Linked DNA regions of Rattus norvegicus: region 2 is linked to region 1. A link is a contact called in public Hi-C data. All regions are on one chromosome and are shown on one strand. Each heading gives the region's core, a stretch centred on a gene start, on an enhancer-like site or on the middle of the called end of the contact. The rest is flanking DNA. Distances are from core to core; before and after follow the strand shown. Region 1 holds the start of Tollip (toll interacting protein). Region 2 holds the start of Brsk2 (BR serine/threonine kinase 2).

What was found. Hi-C and Micro-C count contacts between places; a contact is called where the count stands out from the background.
Region 2: a Hi-C map of frontal cortex shows a contact between it and region 1, with 1.7 times the contacts expected there. The contact joins the promoter of Brsk2 here to the promoter of Tollip in region 1. A contact is called at or near these places in 1 of 12 Hi-C or Micro-C datasets (frontal cortex) and 1 of 1 datasets of contacts at active chromatin or transcription factors (oligodendrocytes).

The regions. Positions count from the first base shown.
Region 1 is chr1:206,409,876-206,414,455 of GRCr8, reverse strand. It overlaps Tollip (toll interacting protein), which reads left to right and starts at 2,468. Exons shown (of 6, transcript NM_001109668.1): 1 at 2,468-2,693. The coding sequence starts at 2,661.
Region 2 is chr1:206,463,164-206,467,743 of GRCr8, reverse strand. It overlaps Brsk2 (BR serine/threonine kinase 2), which reads right to left and starts at 2,704. Exons shown (of 20, transcript NM_001419566.1): 1 at 2,230-2,704. The coding sequence starts at 2,323. It overlaps LOC134485203 (a long non-coding RNA gene), which reads left to right and starts at 756. Exons shown (of 2, transcript XR_010063199.1): 1 at 756-1,523.

The DNA of each region.
Region 1 (4,580 bases), core at 1,219-3,718:
ACAGGCAAAGCTTTGTTGAGACTTCAGCTCATGAGTAGAAGGACTTAAAGACAGTTGAAGAGGTGACTAGGCTGTTCACTCCACTAAGGTAGCAGCAGGCTTTTATTGATTTTTTTTTCTGCGAAAGACTGAAATTTGGTAACTTTTTGTTGCCTATAAACATGTTTTACTTCTTGTGGAAAAAAAAATGCTGGCCCTGGTCACAGAACCTCAGGTGCTCAGCTCAGCAAGAAGAAGCACATACCAGCTCCAGTGTCCAAGTTAGCCCTGTGGTCTTGGACATAAGTGCTTTTCACACTATTTTTTGGTAGTCCAGGCTGGCCTTGATTTCCCAGTCCAGCTCCTGCCTCATCCTCCCGATCGTCAGGATTATAGATATATGCCACTGTACTCAGCAACAACACATCAGTTTCTGTATGTCTCCATGCACAGTTGAGCAGGATCTTGTGGCAGCTGATCCTCTAGGCTCTTATTAGAATAGCTGATCCTCAGCTGGTGTATTTGAGAAGGGTCAGCAGGTGTGGCCTTGTTGGAGGAGGTATGTCACTGGGGAAAGACTTTGAGGTTCCAAAAGACTGATGCCATTCCTAATATGTATGCTCTTTGTCTCCTGCTTGCCTCTCATCTCCAGATGCTCCAGCCATCTGCTAGCCCTGTTCCACCATCATGGACTCTAACCTTCTGAAACCGTAAGTCTAAAAATAAACTCTTCTGGAAGTTACCTTGGTCTCATCATAGCAATAGAAAAGTACTACAAATCTAAATCAAGACTAAGGCAATAAAGCAGATGGACACACGATGATGAACACAGAGTTGCTAAGCCTTTCATCCATTTTCTGTTCCCCATAACATCTCTTGGCTGAGTGGAGTCAGCACCAACACAGAGCTAGTTTTCGAGTTTCTACAAAGTGACCTAGGCAAATGTTATCATAGCCTGCCTATACCAAAGTTTCTATCTGCAGCGAATCCAGTAAGGACAATTAAGTTTATATCTAGTCATGTAACTCCCCACCATTCGAGAGCTTTAAGTCAAGGAAGAACAAATGCTGTGATTCTGTTCTGACAGACGGTGTCAGAGCTTGAACTGACTTCAGGGATTTACTGAAGCATTTTATGAGATAAAGTTTTTCCTCTGGAACAATTCTCCCTTGTTTTTTGTTTTGTTCTTGGGGTGTGTGTGTGTGTGTGTGTGTGTGTGTGTGTGTGTGTGTGTGTGTGTTTCTTTTTTTCGGAGCTGAGGACTGAACCCAGGACATTGCGCTTGCTAGGCAAGCGCTCTACCACTGAGCTAAATCCCCAACCCCTGTGTGTGTGTTTTAAACCTGTTTAATATTGAAGGATTTGGAATTCATCAGAGACCATATGTGTGGACATCTCAAACCCAATCAGTTTTACCTGGTCTTAGTCACAAGGGGTTCCTATTCTGCTATCCAGATACAATTTTATACAACAGGTTGTCTGCTGCATGTTTAGACACAAGTCACAGGTTTCGTCTATAACCAAGAGGAGGGGATTATACGAGGATGTGGATACCAGGAGAGATCAGGGGTCCCTTTTAAACTCTGTCTGCACAATGGATTGAGTCTTTTGTGTCTTAGCTTCACCAGCATAGAGATGACAGTTTGGGCAACAGGAGCTACAGACCAGCGAGAACTGGATAGGCCAGTGTCCAGGAACAGAGCCCAGATGCAGGCCCATGTTATGTCAAGGCAGAAGCTGTCACTGGAGTTGGAAGACGTGATCTTAAAGATGAAAGGAACACAAGAGAACATGGTGTGAGAAAATGTTCTAGGAGTAATGACAGTATCAAGTCTGTTGCAGCACAAGTAAAAAGGAACCTTCAGATTGGTGACCACCATAGGGTAAACTCTTTGTAGGAGCTACCCCTGAGTCTATCTGGCCAAAGATCCTTCTGAAGAGAGTGCCTGAAAAGGCAAGAGTGGGTGGCCTGGGTTTCCTAGGGACATGTCTTCATTTCTTCCATTCACTTAGCAAATCCAAGTCTGGTGGAAATGTTCCGGCCCACTCTTGTCTCTCCTTCAGCTTGGTTTCTATTTTTAAAATTTAAATATAAATGTTCTCCCTCCCACATAATTTTGAGGTAATTCAAGAGCTTGAGGGTAGCTGGTTCTACTGCCATCTGTTTTTTCCTCAAGCTGCCAAACATCTGTTTTCTCCAAGCGGATCAGGCACCTGCAGGCGGTGGTATCACAGCTATCTCCAGCTAGGTGACCAGAGCTGTGGCGACTCAGCCGAGTTGAGATGAACGTCCCGGTTATAGGTGCGTCCTGCAGCGTGAGCAGGTTTCTGCCCGCAAGGGAGCGCTCAGGTTTAGGCATGCGCAGACAGTCTGACAGCCATTTTAAGGGGCTACTGAGCTCCAGAGGGAACCACTGCGCAGGCGTATACAGGAAACTACCAGCTTCCCCCTGAGCCCGGAGCACGCCTGCGCGGATTAGCCGGAAGAGGCGGGGTCGGCTACTGCCGAGCTCTGTGCTTGGGGGAACGCCGAGGTGGGGCGAGGCGGGGCGACTGTCAGCTGACTAAAGAGCCGATTGCCTCGCGGGACAACGGTCAGCGACGCAGGTTGTGGTGGGAACGGAAGAGCTCTCCCGGCGGGTCTCTGTGCAGTCGGTGAGGCAGAGGGCCGCCGCAGCACCATGGCGACCACCGTCAGCACGCAGCGCGGGCCGGTGAGTCCTCTGGGCCAGAGCCTGGCTGGGGCAGCGGAGCCTGGGGTCCGGCTTCTCTTTTCAGTCTCTCGCGGGGCCTCTCGTGGGTTGCTTTGCCGCCCCGGGGCTTCGCGGGTCCTACCTTCAGGTACCCATACGGAGTAGCGACTCGGTCTTTCGGGCCTCTTGGGTGGAGGAACGCAGAACTTGATGGTTCCCCAGATGCCCACGGGCCTTGAAGCTCCTGGCCCCCTTTATGGAGACTCCCGTAGTCCTCCTGAGTGGAGGCCCTGAATCCCTTAGTCCTCTACACAGAGGAAACCTTAGCCCATTGGTATCCAGATGGAGTGGGACTCCGATTCCCCTTAGTTCCTCAGAAAGGGCCCCGAACCCCCTACTTTGTCAGATCTGTCACCTGCTTGGTCTCCCAGATGGACAGGAACTGTGACTCTCTTGCTCTCCCAGATGGAGAGTGGCCCTGACCTGATAAATTTTCCAAACTGAGTGACTCTCGTGGTCTTTCAGAGGATTGGAGCCGGACACCGTTGGTCTCCAAAAAGGAGAGATATCCTGGTCTCCTTGGTTTTAGAGATGGCGAAAGATTCCACTTTGTAGTCAGTCCTTAGTTGCGACAGTTTCCTCCTATCCCTAACATCTATAGAAAATAGGATACTAACTCTTGAACTCAGGTAGTGGCTACCTTCTCAAGCCTCATTTCTTCATTTATAAACGAGTAGAAGGGAGCAGAGAACATGGAAGATTCAACAGGGTTGTCTCTTCAGGATTGTCTTGGATTCTAATACTACCTGTCTTACCTCCCCTAGTGTGAATGTCCTCCCAGTAGCTCCCTGAGGCTGGTATGGGTGGGATGTTGTTAGCCAACAGTGGCTGTGTGTGGTAGAACACAGTTCTGATGAGTACTGCAGTGTCTTTCCCTAAAGTTAATATTGAATGTGCCCGCTAAGCCCTGACAGCTTGGTATTGACGTGTGTGTGTGTGTGTGTGTGTGTGTGTGTGTGTGTGTGTGTGTGTGTGTGTGTTAGAGAGAGAGGGGGAGAGAGAGAGAGAACACAGACAGACATAACTCCTTGGGGTAGGTTACTGATTTCCTGACTTTGAAGAAAGCCCCAGGTTTGATTAGGTGCTTTTAGGGAGGGCTTTGAGCCAGCTCTGACCCACAGTCAAACTTGGATGGAGCTTTCCAGAGCTGGAGTTACCTTCATGTTCAGCAACCTCTTCATCCTCACTGTGTCTCAGCAACTGTAGGAAATTGATGGTGGTTGCCAGAGGAGAAAGGGAGCCAGAGCCTTGCCCTTTTCATATCCCCTGCCTAGGAGAGTGGACCCTTTCTTACTGTGTGGTCTGAGAGTATCCTTACCTCCTGTGGCACAGGCTGAGTTTGAATTCATCCGATGGTGAGCTCTGTGTCTGTCATGAGCAAGAAGCCATCTTTCCCTGTTGCTTAGAGAAACTCTGGTGTTGAACAGAGCTGGAATAACCTACACAGTGATGAGTAATTGGGAGTGTCAGATGATGCTCGTACTAGCAGAATCCGTGGAGACTTTCTACTTGCCGAGTGTTCCAGGGATAACGTAGTCATAGGAATGCAACATCGGCAGCTAGGTGGTTTTAGAGCACTCTTGATGACTTGTAACTTTGGGCTCTAAGAATTTGTCATAACTGACCACTATCTCAAGCTTTACATGGATGTGCATGACTTCATCATAGTATTAGTGGCCACAATATTTAGAGCAACCAGACACTGAGCCACAGGTGTGGAGCACAGGGACACGCCATGCACGGTGACTTATGTAAGCCAGAAAATAAGTCTCCATCAGATCTGTGCTCTTAAAAGCACAGTGGAAGCAGAAAGGTATGGACTTGATATGGGAGGACTGCATGGGCCAT
Region 2 (4,580 bases), core at 1,455-3,954, 53 kb before region 1:
TGGATGCTCCAGAAAGCATAAAGGAGCCACAGACCTCCCACCTCATCTAACTCTATAGAGGCAAGATCTTGAGGTCCAGCTTCCCACAGGCGATGATGGGCTTACACTACTCCACAAGGCTCAATGCCACCAGGCTATGCCCATCCACAATCCCAGGAAGCAGCTTCTATGTGGATAGACAGACACAAGCAACATGGAGCAAGGGTTAGTGTTGAAACAAGCAGGTGGGTAGGAACAGAAAGCCATCTGTGTGTGTGTTCCCAAGACATGTGGTCATGCCAGGAGAAGCCCTCAAATCAGCATGTAAGCAAGGCAGCCGTGGACAGAGGTCTGGCCCACACTCCCTCATCAAGCTTTCCTGGCAAGAACTCTGCCTCTGCCCGATCCCGGTATAACACCTAAGCTTGAGATACAGCAGTTCTGCTGACATCTGGTGCTAAGTGGCCGGGCCCAGCAAACACAGTCAGGATCTACCTACATCCACCAGAGTGACCCTTCAGTAGTAAAGAGGGAAGGCACGTGGGATGGACAGTCCCCTGAGCTGCACACTTGCACTCCTCAGACAATCAGAAGTCCGGACAGGGGATGCATCCCAAGGGCCCAGGAGCACTGTTGCTAGGGTCCTTCTACATCACCCGCCATCACTGTGTCATTAACTATACGACCGTGTAATGCCACAGAGAAAACAAGGAGACCAGCCGCTACCCAGAGTCCACAAGGCACCATGCATCACTCACCACTCTCATCACTCACACACCCAGGGCTTCTTATAACGACGTTTTATTGGGATGATAATTAGATTATTTCACTGCCTCCTGCATTCTGCTGCTCCAGGCTCTTCCCTCACAAACTCCCGTTGCCCATCCCAGGAAACACGCGCATCCAGAACTCAAGAAAACACCAGCTGCCTATGCCTTCCTCTCAGTCCTGGGCCCCTTGCTCAGTGCCTTGTTGTTGACTGCTCAGCTCAGGGGTTGACTCCAGGGTAGGAAGATGTAGCCATGGGGCTTAAAAAAAAAAAAAAATCCACCTTTGGTTCAGCGACATCACGGTTACAAGTCTCCAAGGGAACTCAGCCTGGCCCACCTTCTTCTCAAACATCACCTACCACTGCCTCCATGAAGCCCCAGGGGTGCTTGTAGAAGGCTCCCAAGTCCCCACCGGAACCAAACCGCACCTTCCCACTGTCCTCCACTCCCCAGCCTTCACTGGCTCTGGGGAACTTTTTCCAAAGGGAAAGATGTGGGCAGTGCCAATTGGACCTTTGGGCAGCCGGAAGACAGGCCAGTCCTGGGAGAAGAAAGAAAATGGCTGAGTCCCAGCCTCCCACAAAGACGTCTGTGTGAATGCGCCTCGCTGACCAGATGAGGGGGCTGACTAAACCTCACCCGCCCCAGAAAGCTGGCCAAATATAAGGTAGTCGAGTTCACTGCTCATCCATGGGAAAGCTGTGAAGAAATGGAACCTGCCCAGGGAAAGACAGTGAAGACTCTTGGGGAGGTTCATTTCTGCTGTAGGCCCAGGTTTGTTTCAACCGCCAGGCGGTGATGTATGGCCCAAGCCCAGAAACCGTCACCCTCTACCTCCCCAGGGAAGCCCAATGTCGCAGACACTCAAGCTTGAGACTGGGTGCAGAAGAAGGCGCTGTCCAGCTTTCCTTAGTTTCCTGCGCTGTCACCCCCACCAGAATGGGAGGTCCAGGCTAGGAAAGCCAGGCCAGGACCTGCCGGGCGGTGGCTGCTGCCTGGAGGTGGGGGTCATGCGGCCGGGACGCAGCTGCTCAGGCAGCACGCCTATTAACGCGGCAGACGGCAGATGGGCGCCCGCTCGTCCCCCTCCTCCCGCGGCACAATGGGCCCGGCGCTCGCTCGGGCGCACAATGCGGGCCCCGGGCCGCGCACCTGCAGCGGGACTGCCGGGAGCCGCCAGGCCCGGCCCATGCTGCCCCAGTCGCCGTGCGCCCCAGGCCGCGCTGCATGTCCTTGGGCTGCGCCCGCCCTCCCGCAACCAGTGGGCTGAGGGGCTCCACGGCGGGACCCAGGAGTGCGGCGGACACCAGCGCACCGCCGCCCATTGTTCGCGGCCGCGGGGCCCAGCCTGCAGCATCCCTGCTCTGCGGCCTCCTTCGGCCGGGTGGGGCCGGTCAGCACGGTCTCCCCAGCCCCACGGCCGCGCGCCCGCCCTGCATCCCGGCCCCGCCCGCGCCCCCAGCCGCCGGCGCGCACGCACCTGTCTGCCCCTTGCCCAGCGTCTTCTCCAGCCGGTAGGGCCCCACATACTGCGCGTGCTGCGCCCCGCCGCCGTCCTTCCCCGTCGATGTCATCGCTCCCGGGCCCCGCGCCGGCGAGTGGGCGCCCGGGCGCGCGGGCAGGGAGGGGCCGGCCAGCCGTGCGTCCGAGTCCGCCGAGCGCCGTCCGCGCTGACCCGGCCCGCGGCGCCCCCGGGCGGGCCGCGCTGCTCCGCGCCCCCGCCGCCCCCCACGCCGCGCCCGCCGCACCCGTGCGAGGCCGGGCCGCGGGGATGCCTCTCTCCCTCTCCGAGAGGACCCGGCGGGCGGGGGCACCAGGCTTCCGCCGCCACCTCCGAGGCCCGCGCCCCGCGCCCCCCAGCGCACGCCCGTCCGCGGCCGTGCAGCCGAGCCCCGCCGAGCAACCGAACCGAGCCACTCAGCCGAGCCCAGACGAGCAGCCGAGTCGCTTCGAGTGCGGCCGAGCCCGAGCCGAGCCCGAGCGAGCGCCACCGGCTGCAGCTACCGTGACAACTGGTGCTTGCAGCTGTCAATCAGAGGCATGGCCCAATCAGCGCCGTCCGCCTGGACCGCCCCGCCAGTCTCTAAGAGCGCGCTGGGCCGCTGGGCCAGGAAAAGCGAGATTGGGGCGGGGGCGAAGGGGAGGCCAGCATTTGGCTAGGAGCCTCCGGACCGTGCTTTAGCTGCCTGGTGCCATGTCATTAAAACGAATGTTGGAGCAGTGCAGGCAGCAGGCCTTGGGGAGACGTCCATGTGGCCACCTTGGTCTGGAGGTTTCTCCCTGCATCCCTGGGTTTTGGAAGGAGTTTTCCGCGCCTCGCGAGTGTCTTTCATATAAAATGGGGCCATTGGACCGTGGCAGTCGGTTTTGGAGTGTTTGTCACCCGGCGCAGGAGCTCCTCTGCAGGGTGGAGATTATGAGCACTGGTGAAGATATGGCATGCAGGCCCGGGTTCGGCAAGCGGCGTGGAGATACTGCTAGGTTGGGGTGCTGCATTCAGCGTGGGTGCTATGTGCAGTCTAGAGCTCTGAATGCAGGTAGTGATCAGAGGCATAATGTTTTATGCCAGGCGAAAGAGCTGTACACTGCAGTGCCCAAAGTGCCCTGAAAGCCATTCTCCACCTGCTGTTTCTGATCCTGTGGGAAGAAGGGGACAGCGTTTCCTCGGTATGCTGGTAGACACCAGTACAGCAGGATCAATGAACTCTAGCAGAGGCGCTCTGCAGCAGGCCCCCTGGTGCCTCCAAGACTTTGGCTGCAGACACTCTTCTATATTTAAGAGAAGCAGTGAGTCAAGGGGCTTCATGGCACCTACGTAATCCAGAGAAGCCTCCAAAAAAGAGGATGGCCTTAAGGCTGGCAGACCTACAGGACCCTCTTTTCTTTCATGAAACCCTTGTATTTCCTTAAGATGTGTTGTGGAAGGCGGTGGAAGAGGAGAGATGGGGACCAGGCGCAGAACTTTACATCATACTTAATGTATACCTCTGTCAGTCAACAATGTGCTAGGTCAGCAAGTCCTTGGGTGTGAAGTGTCACCTTCGCCTCAGCCACCTGCTTGCCATGGCCCATCCTAGGTGTCACAGGGTGAACTTGAGGAGGGCCCCACTCTTTCCAGCACTATCCGGGAAGGCCAATGAAGAGTGAGGACATTGTGACCCGTCCATATTTCCAATGTAAGAAAGAACCAGCCCTTGAAACAGCTTCCCCTCCAAAGAGCTGGCCTGATCTTTAGCAGCGGTCAGTTTAGGGTTCACTGGTACTAAATGTTGTCCTGGAATGAGCAGTACTATCCTGCTAACAGGGACACACAGGCAGTCACAAAGGGAGAGCTTGGGGCCAATGCTCATACCTCTAGGGGGGTGGTGATTTCTCAGCTGCATGTATTTGGGACCTTGGAGTGGAGTATTCAACGGGATTTGGCCAGAGGTGGTCTATAGAACACAGGCACACAAGAATGGCCAATGATCCACATGAGTCATGAGATACCAGGTGCGTTCTTGTACCTACCCTGCTGGTCACCTAGCCCCTCTGCCTACCTTGCCACCATTCCAGTGTCCTTGGCAGCATTTGGTCTGTAGCTATCTTCATCTAGTTCCCAACACGTTTATATCCAAGACTGTTTTCTCCCTACCTGCTTTCTACCATGTCTGCCTCTTGGTCTCGTCCCCTCTCTCTGGCTGTCCATTTTTGTGTGTTCATCTAACAGGCACCAGGGTCAGGGGTAGCATCTCTCCCCTTGGATGTGCAGCCCTCCCTCCAGGAGCAGCAGTGTCCCTGCTCCACCTACAGCTTTCAGCAGCCTAGTGACTCTCTGGCCAGGACCATCTG